Linked DNA regions of Zea mays: all the other regions are linked to region 3. A link is a contact called in public Hi-C data. All regions are on one chromosome and are shown on one strand. The core of a region is the stretch at or near the end of the contact, and the rest is flanking DNA. Distances in the headings are between cores, read along the strand shown. Region 1 holds the start of LOC100273893 (Putative cyclin-dependent kinase family protein). Region 2 holds the start of LOC103630321 (decapping nuclease DXO homolog, chloroplastic). Region 3 holds the start of LOC100191356 (peroxisomal carrier protein).

Region 1 (3,403 bases), core at 462-2,961, 190 kb after region 3:
GGCATGCATGTGTCACGGTTTTCCTTGGTAAAGGGAAAATTAAATCCATTTATCTAAATATCCAGTGACTAGAATACACTGCATCAGAAATATAATGTTAAAGGAAGGTGCTCTAAGTGAACCTTGCTTCTGCAACCAGCTTCTAAGTTCAGGGAACAATTAACTAGACGCACATACACATAAGCTATAAAAATACCTGGTGAGTGAAGTTCCTTCTTGGACTCCCAAACATCCGGGCCAGACCAAAGTCAGCAAGCTTGAGCTGCCCATCGGCACCAATGAGTAAATTATTTGGCTTCATATCCCTGCAACACAGCTTATCAAATGATGTTTTCATTAGAAGGGGATTAGCAAGGTAGTAGGTACCTGTGTATCACCCATTTCTTATGACAGAACGATAGACCTTTTAACAGCATCTGGAGATATGATTTTGTGTCAGCTGGAGACAGTATTATGTTCTTATCTTTTATGAGAGCTTCCAGATCAGTTTCCATAAACTCAAATACAAGGTGCAAATTTTCCTTGTAAGGGAAACAATCAATCAGCTCTATAATATTAGGACCTTTCAGCTCCTTAAGTAGTTTAATTTCCCTCAATGCGGTGAAGTTAACACCTTCCTTCTTGTCCTTCCCTACCCAGATTCTCTTTACCGCGACTGTATTTCCAGTCTGAAAATGAACAGCATCCAGCAACTCATGAACAAAACAGGTCAATCAGAATGAAAAACTACTACTCCCTCCGTTCCAAATTATAAGTTGTTTTGGTTTTTCTAGATACATTGTTTTAATTACATATCCAGTTATTTTTTTAAACCAAAGACCCTACGTCTGAGTGCATAGCAAAAGATATGTATCTAAAAAATTATGTATCTAGAAAAGACAAAATCTTATAATTTGGAATGTACAGAGTACAAAATATGAGAGAACATTAAGAACAGTCGGAAGGCTGAACCGTGGTGATTCTATCACAGCCACGTATACTTGACTGAGAAAAGTAAAAACGGTGATGACACCACTTAAGACCAGTGAGAACACATCCCACATCTGTTGTCACTCTTACACGCGTGGAATACATAAGTCCACCAAAAAAAATCAATCCCGGTATCCAACAGAACACGAGAACTACCAGCTGAACCTTTCGCATCGTAGTGTCTACAGTCTACACTGACAGTTCAATCAACGGACAGCTAAACAAAGCAACACAAAACCACCAACTTCATTCTCATCAGAGCGAATCGCGGTAGAACTACCCGAGTCCGAGACAAAATCCAGAGCGAAGCCCCAACCACTCAATGACGCCAGTTCACGAGCTACGACGCGCAAAACCCTCCAACCCCTAAAGCTAAATCCCGCGACCACACGTTCGAAGCTGGATGGATCGGACTAGCCAAGCTCCAACTCTCGAGTGGTGGCCGCCCACAGGCCACAGATCAGAAAGAGAGGGTTTAGGAGATTGGTGTGGCAAGGCGACCTTGGTGTCGATGGCCTTGAAGACGACTCCGTACGTGCCCTCGCCGAGGACCTCGCCCTTCTGGTAGCGATCCGCCAAGAGCTTCCCTCCTGCATCGTCGTCCCCGCTGCCGCTGATGCCGGCGCTCGCCATGGGAGCGGGTCCCCAAGCACCTCCGCCTTAACCCGGGAGGGCTGCGCACACTGGGCCCAGCGGGTCGGCCAGGGCAGAGGCGACGGCGCGGGAGAAGGGAGCGCACGTCTGGGCAAGGCGCGGCGGGCAGCGCGAGCTGTGGTCCGGACTTTTGGCAGCACAGCCGTTGCCCGTTGGGCGTTCTGCACCGGGGATGGATTGATTTTGGTTTACGTTCACTTTATTGGTTCCGGCTCTCTCTGTCTGATTTTGGTTTACGAGAAGTTTCGACCGTTGACGGACGTCTGGGCAGTGGCGGAGTTGGCTGCGTTTCGTTGCTCGTTGGCTGCGTTTCGTTGCTCGTTGGCACCGTTTCTTCGTGCAACCGCGACTCAGGACTCTGATTCATCGTGAAACATCATGACTACAATCACCGATCAACAAGTGTAGCTGAGACATTCCGCCACACTCCCAGGGCAGGGGCGGAGGCAGGCCTTTTTTTTTAAGTCCCAGTAATTTTCTGAATATCTAATGAAAAACGGTGTTACAATAGTTCAATAGCGAAGATATAATAGATAATATTGATGATCCCAATAAAATATTTGCTAGCTTCGCTACTACCAAAGACAGACTCAACCTAATACTCACTCCATCCTAAAATATAGTTATTTGTAACCCACTTTTTTCGACCATATTCATTGAAATGATAATGAATATAGACATATATGGAAACTATATTCATATGTTGCTTAATGATATGATGCTTAATGAATATATGATTAGTCTAAAGCAAATTATATTTTGAGACGAAGAGATTATCTAACTGGAGACCCAATACCTAAGTGGGGGTCTAAATAAAGATCTACTAACTAATGAAACATTGTAACTACATTACATGATATAAAAGGTCCACTAAAACAAAAAAATATGTACCCCCACTAGGCTTAATGTAGATTCCCTCTGCTCTCAGTGTGTGACATGAGACCTATTTAGGGTGTATTTGGTTGGAGAGTCAACTAGAATGAAGCGGCTTTATTCTAATTTTTTAGAATGGAGCCGTTCTATTTTGCATTTGGCAATCAGAACAGAGTCGCTCTATTTTTATTTGGTTGAAGAGTAGAATAGAGCAGGAGTCACTCTATTCTATGTTTGGTTAGAGAGTCATATGAGTGTAGAGGGGTGAGAAGAGAGGAGAGAGCTCGCGTCCAGAAGAGCGCTCACATCCGGTTATTTTCGTGGAGCGGGAACATTCCAACTATTTATAAAAAAATTTCATATGGAAACTTTAGACCCACTTCATTCCTCTTTTATCGTAAACCAAATATCCAGAAAATAGAAATGGAGCCGCTCCATTCTCCAACGGTCCTCAACCAAACGCGCCCTTAGCTAATGTATGAGCAGCTCGGTTAAAGCATCTCCCCTAGTTCCCTAAGCTTAGGTTGTGAATAACAAAAAAACCATGTTCCAATAAACCCAAACACACTAACTTTCTAAATATCCCTATTTAATCCTCGAATTTTTTAATTTCCCTCAACTTTCTAAACATATGATTAGCACAATATTCGATCTTTGATTGTTCCCTGCCTTCCACAGCTTCACCAGCTCTTGGTCGCCCGTATCAAGATGGAGTCTCTGCGCCTGCCCTCGGACAAAAGTCCCCGAGGGATCTCTCAAGACAGCCCCTATCGCTCACTGATAACGCTCCGGGTAGAAATGTTTCATCCGTATTGCGTTTGGTGCATCCCTGCTATGGTGCACGCCATTCTTGTCTAGCTCCACATGAACCTTTCTACCTCTAGTACTGGCTGAATTGGATCTCTCG
Region 2 (3,453 bases), core at 893-3,392, 230 kb after region 3:
TTAATTGAAAAAAAATGTGAGGTGCAGACAGCAAAAGATTCATACACTAAAAGTCTAATAGTAGTAAATATCAATGATATAGAGAATAAGGACATGAGTTGTAAAAAGAATGTACCTCTCTTCTCTATATATGACTCGAATCCTTTATTGAGATCTGCACCGCGGTATTCACAGATTTCACGTTTGAAGAGCCTCTAGAAAACATAAAGGACATTAGAAAAGCTAGTAACATCATTTTTAGCAGATATTTACTGTGAAGGAAGAGAAATCAATGCCAATTAGCAACTCCAAGGTCTTACCAAGCTGCGATCATCAAAATACACCTCTCCACCCTCAACACGGCTTAAGCATGCAATCTCACAAGGCTGCATATGAGACAACGAACATGACTCCACATAGAAGAGTAACAATCAGAAGATGAAATAAACATGATAACACTACACACCTCCTGAAAAGTAACAGCTTTTCTAGACAATGTTTCTTCGCTCTTATTAAGCTTCATATCTGAAACTAAACCTTCAACATGACGCCCATTCCCGAATCTCCCGTAACCAAAGTTATGTCGCCCTGGATGGCCTCCTGGCCTTGGAAGAAGTGGTGGGCCTCTACCACCTCGTCCTCCAAAGCCTCCTCGAGAATGATTATTAGTGTTCCGAATTGGAGGAAGCACTGCAAGAAATTACCCATGACGGACTGAAGTATTAATACTTCCACCTTTCAATTCAAATCCAGTCAAGCTTTTAAAATCATTAGTTGCACTAAGCCCCCAAAATATGAAGTATCTTGCCCATGAAAAAAAATCAGTTCATTTGTCACATCCTTTAGCATATAGCAAGGGTCCTTCTATAACAGAGTATTGATAGATTGAATGGACATTTAAACGGCAGAATTTGAGTTGTCACATACAAAAGCCTGTGCTTGGTGTCAGCATAACCCCACAAAAGAAATGTATAGTAACTTTCAGGGAGGTTCTCAATGAGAACATGTACAGCAGATGCTCAAAGCTGTAACTATTTGCTCTATTGTAGTTGTGATTTCGCTCCAGTTATGATCCTTGAATAAAAACTTTCATGTCTTCTGTGAGCTGGCTGCTGGCATTATTCACCCAGAAAAAGGCTTTGAGAATTCATTAGAGAAAGGCAGTATTCTTCAGAGTCATAAATTACAGTTGTGTGAAAGATGGAAATGAAAATGGCTAGACGTATACTTCCTAACAAACTTATATCCAACCTATGCGTACTGATATATTAAAATACTATGTTGCACCAAAAAAACTAACAATAACAAAAAAAGCCAGAAGGCAATGGTCCATAACCTACAGTACACCTCCCGCATTACGGCTGAGGAAAGTTGATGAGAAAGAAACAAGCAAAGGAACAGTGAAAGATTCACCATTTACACATCTTAAAGTGGAAATTGTACAGTGTCAAAGTGCACCTCATCTCACAAAACAATACGAACAACCTACTCACAATAAAACCATTGGATAAACTTGGCAGGATTCAGTATCGGCCTCCTAGATAATTCAATGGCAACACAGAAGCTACTACTATTCAATCTAGAAACATATTTTAGGGCATTGGTACCAACTTTAGGATTGACGAGAAGCGGACCTGGGACTAGGTAGTGGCTGCGCGCCGGAGTTCTGACGTACTCTTCGTTATCTGAGCCGAACAAATCTCTCTCCTCCTCTACCTCCTGGTTCTCATATTCCCTCCTCTCATCGTCCAGATAGCCGGCGGCGCCGGCGCTCCTTGTGGCTATGAGGTTGGACGAATCGTATTCCTCCCCGTCCCCCGCATCGGCGCCATCCTCGCCCTCACCGGCAGCGCCGCCGCTGCTGCTGAGGCTTGAGCCGCCACTTGAGGATGAGGAGGACGCGGCGGCAGAGGACGACGAGGACGATGATGGGGAGGAGGAGCCCGACGAGTCCCCGCCGCCGTCGGCCTCGGCCTCGGCCTCGGCGCCGCCGTCGTGGACGTCGTAGTCCTCGCCGAAGACGTCGACGTCCTGTTCCGAGAAGTCCATGGCGGGCGCGGCGGGGGCGGTGAGCCGGCGAGGCCTGGTCGGGAAACGAAACGGAGAAGAGGGTTGTGGTGGGGTCCGACACGACACGGAACAAAAGAAACCTCGAATAAGGTTTACCACGGGCACTTGGCATTTTTTAAAAATAAAAACTAGATGCGTGTCCGTGCCTACGATAGATTAAAAATTGGTTCAAAATAATGATGCAAAAATAAAAGTGAACGATGATAAGTAATAGACAAATGATTGAATGATGTTAACCCAGAATAAACGTAACGTTAACATATAAGTAAACAATAAGAAATGGAGACATATTCCAAGAACATTATCTGTATACCATTGTAGTTTAGAAATCTAAATATTCTAAGTATGAATAAAAATCCTGTCGAATGTATAATTATCTATTTTTCTTCGATGAGGTTAAGATATCTCCGAACATTCTTAGGCATGAGAAATCGACACGAATTTCATTCATCATAAGTTAATAGTTAGGTGCTCGTACTTTGCTACGGTTCCTATATATCAGCATAAACATGATCTAAACATGTCATAATCAATCAGGTTCTTAGGATTGTGAACTATTGTATATGCATCCTCCAAGGGATCTGATTGTAGAACTTGCTCTATTCACGAGGTTGGTCTCGGGCGAGTCGTGACTTAGGTCCCTCATGACTGAGAAGAGATAATCTCTAGGACTTAGTCACATGAAGGTCCTTCCAAGAGTTGAAGTCAAGTGGAGAAGAAAAGGAGGAAAAAAGCAAGTTCGGGCCGTTGTCGGCCTCACCGGACAGTCTCCCGAGACGACCTCGGGCGAGTCGTGGTCATCGGAGAGTTGGTCAGCTGATCCACCTCACAGAGTTGGTCGGCGAAGTTGGTCAGCTTCCGAAGCAGTCACTTGAGGCGCCCTCGGGCGAGTCGGAAATGCGCTGCCAGTCTGGGTCTCACAGGAATGTCACCCGACACGCCCTCAGGTGAGTCGTGACTAAGGGAGGTCTCGGGCGAGCTGTGACTGCATCTTCCGCCCAAGGTTGGCCTCAGAGAATTCATGGTTGCGGGAGGTCTCGGACGAGCCGTGATCGTCTCCCGCCCGAAGTTGGTCCCGGACGAGCCGTGACTGCGTCTCCCATTCGAGGTTGGCCTCGGGCGAGTCGTGACTGCGTCTCCCGTCTGAAGTTGGCCTCGGGCGAGTCGGAATTGTGTCTCCCGCCTGGGTTGGCCTTGGGCGAGTCGTGACTACGTCTCCCGCCCGGGATTGGCCTCGGGCGAGTCGGAACTACTTTCTTGCGTCCAGGGTTGGCCTCGGGCGAATCGTGACTCGTGACTGTGTTTCCCATCCGAGGTTGGCCTCAGGCGAGTCATGATTGTATCTCTCGTCGAGCGAGTCATGACTGCGTATCCCGCCCGGGTGAAAGTCACCTAGAGGGGGTG
Region 3 (3,003 bases), core at 151-2,650:
GAGCGAGGACTACCTGGTAAATACTCGGATATTCGGCTCGGATACCCGGAATTCAGGTACCCGTTTTTTCTTTTTGTGCATAATATAGTTATAAAATCATAACTTTTACATATGAAATCGGATGAAGATAAAGTTTGTATGAAAATTGTAGAGCTCGAAGAGATCTATAACTTTGTAGTACATCAATTTTTTGTTTAAACACATCTTTAGATCAAAATCATTGAAATAATGTCCAAAATTATATCATATTAATAGACTTTATCATTTTATGTGTGAGCTTAAGGTTATCTCCATGTGGGAATTTAAGATTTTCTTTTTATATACTATTTATTAGTATTGGTAACTTATATGCGACTTTTGGTCGACGCTACAATATTTTATGGATTTAATTGTATTTTGATGATTTTCTACGACAAGAAATTAATAATACATAAATAGCCTCGAAAAATCGTGAAATTTTACGGAGGCACAACATTTATCCATATATAAACGTAAAAAATGTTTGGATCATAAGATCTATAAGATACCCGCGTTTATTCTATTTCACTTTCACTTATTTGTATTAGTTATATGTGAAATCACTGTAAGTATCCAAGTTTCAACATAATCAGTACTTTACTTTATCATTTTCATATGAGGAATTGAGTTATCTTCGTGTAAAATGTTTATTAGTTTTGTAAACTATCTGTATTTTTTGAGTGAATCTACAATATTTTATGAATTTTTAATACTGTGGTGTTAGTTCTACAATGTCCTTGTGATTAGTAAATTTGAATTGTATGATGTCAATTTTATCGTTTTACTTTCCTACATTTGATTTATCATATACATGATTATGTATTGCTTAATTTATGTATTTGTTGGATGGTTCGATAATTAATATCATAGAGACGAACTACCCGACAACTATCCGGTACATATCGACCGAATTATTACCCGGTCCCATCATATATCTGTTCCGAATCTTAAATACCCGTATTCGGTACCGTATTCGAGAGAAATATATTAAGATAGGATACAGAATAACCTTGTATCCGACTGATTTTCATCTCTATTTCCAGTCCGTCGCCGTCTCCACTCCACGCAGGCACGCACCCATCATTTCATCAAACGCCGCTCCCGCAGCCCAGCCTGTTGTTGGTACTGATCCAGCACCTGCAGGCTCCACCTGCACCCCATCGTGCATGGACGTGGAGCCGGCGACAGCGCTGTAGTAGGCGGGCATTCGCCACTGAATCCAGTCAATCCACACACCACACCAACCAAACAGCTCAGCGCGCGGGCGCGGCACACGTAGATACAGGGCACCAAACACCGCATCTCGAACCCGTCACGCCGCGCGGTGTATCAGCAAAAAAATGCCCCACACTCCCACGGTCCCACCCGGCGTGGCGGCTGGCGTACCCGTCCCCACTCGTCGCCCATCTTCCGTGACGTCACCCCATTCTCCATCGGTTCCCTTCCTCGCCTCGGTTCGCGGGTACCCGAGTCGCAGACGCACCTCAATCGCAACCTTTTGGACTCGAAGGGGGGCAATAGACAGCAGGGAAAGAACTGAGCGAGGAGATTCCCAAGGATCTCGTCGGACGCTAGAGGAAGGGACGGGGGACAGGCGATGGCGGGGGACGCCGGCAGCGGGGTGGACTGGGAGAGCCTGGCGGAGGCCACCTCCGGGGCAATCGGCTCGCTCGTCAGCACCACCGTGCTCTACCCGCTCGACATCTGCAAGACCAAGTTCCAGGCCGAGCTTCAGACGCACCAGGGCGCGCAGAAATATAGGTACTTCCCATTCATCCCTTCCTTATCGCTCTTCTCTGGCCGCCTGATCCGTGCGACGAGGCTCGTGTGGCTGGCTCGTCGTAGGATGGTAGAGGTTTCCTGATTTCTCTCTCTCAAGATCGCGCTTTGCAATTTTCCCTTTTGTGTGAAGTGAGATTTCCTGAACTGTGCAGTGGGCGATGAGAGTGATTGGGACGGCTTAAAGAGTCTTGCTTTAGTCAGTTAGGACGATGACGCCTTCCTTTTCACATTGGTTGATCCCAACTTTTCTGCAAATCCTCTGCGATTGCGATCGAATCGAACCGTCTGCCGATGATGTCACAATCCATGCATGCTTATCGAGCATTCCTGTGTCAAGCTGTTGTGAAACAGGAAGAGGGTAAATGGTTTGCTTATAACATTTAGAACTAGTAGTAGACTGAATAGTGAATAGCTTACGTGAGATGAGCACGTGAATGAGTTCCTTCTCCATTAGGTTCAAGATAAATTTGTTTCTCCTGGCATCCAGGGACTGACAATATGGTCAGCAATTATCATAACCAGGCTAGGAGGGAAAGAATTTTGTATAACGCCAAATCACCTTTGGCGAGAAAAACTAAATATGGTCAGCAATTATCATAACCAATTTAGCTGGGAAAGAATTTTGGTGTAGCTTGATTCTATGGCCAATTTCCTAGACACCTATGGTGTGAAAAGCTAGGCTGAAACAGTACATTGTCTTATATTATGGTCATCCTTGAGGACAGGCCTGCTAATGGGTACAGTTGTAATGGGTTTTATGTGTGAGTATTGATATGGGTGTTGTTCGGATGGGTGAAAATAGGTTTTAAAGCTAAATGGGCGGGTTGATGCGGATTTGCTTAGAAGTGGGTTGGAACGGGTTCTCAGGAACGCCCCTTACCCCACGCTAGACATGTAAGTGGGTCCCGCTTTTAAGCTATGGTCCACATGTGGATCTTCTTAAAATATTCCATACAGTTTAATCGATTGTCAAACTAAGACATTTCCAACAAATTTTGTTAATTTTGTGAAAATTTTAGATGTGAATGCGATGTTTTAATTTTAAGGTCGTGCTTTTTAAAGTGGGTCGTAGATCTAGCTACACCGTTTCACACAAATTAGTCGATTATCATTCTTTGGCTCTTTACTATTTCCAACAAAGTTCAATTAATTTTGTGAACATTTTAAGGTGTGAACGTTAGGTTTTAATTTTAGGGTTCAACT

What was found. Hi-C and Micro-C count contacts between places; a contact is called where the count stands out from the background.
Region 1: a Hi-C map of ear shows a contact between it and region 3, with 1.5 times the contacts expected there. The contact joins the promoter of LOC100273893 here to the promoter of LOC100191356 in region 3. A contact is called at or near these places in 2 of 25 Hi-C or Micro-C datasets (ear and tassel).
Region 2: a Hi-C map of leaf shows a contact between it and region 3, with 4 times the contacts expected there. The contact joins the promoter of LOC103630321 here to the promoter of LOC100191356 in region 3. A contact is called at or near these places in 2 of 25 Hi-C or Micro-C datasets (ear and leaf).

Annotation. Positions count from the first base shown.
Region 1 is chr6:155,304,187-155,307,589 of Zm-B73-REFERENCE-NAM-5.0, reverse strand. LOC100273893 (Putative cyclin-dependent kinase family protein) reads right to left here and starts at 1,711. Exons shown (of 6, transcript NM_001148285.2): 1 at 1,471-1,711; 2 at 367-668; 3 at 197-305. The coding sequence starts at 1,602.
Region 2 is chr6:155,263,961-155,267,413 of Zm-B73-REFERENCE-NAM-5.0, reverse strand. It overlaps LOC103630321 (decapping nuclease DXO homolog, chloroplastic), which reads right to left and starts at 2,142. Exons shown (of 13, transcript XM_008651386.3): 1 at 1,614-2,142; 2 at 446-669; 3 at 300-365; 4 at 116-194. The coding sequence starts at 2,028.
Region 3 is chr6:155,497,027-155,500,029 of Zm-B73-REFERENCE-NAM-5.0, reverse strand. LOC100191356 (peroxisomal carrier protein) reads left to right here and starts at 1,400. Exons shown (of 5, transcript NM_001136790.1): 1 at 1,400-1,779. The coding sequence starts at 1,616.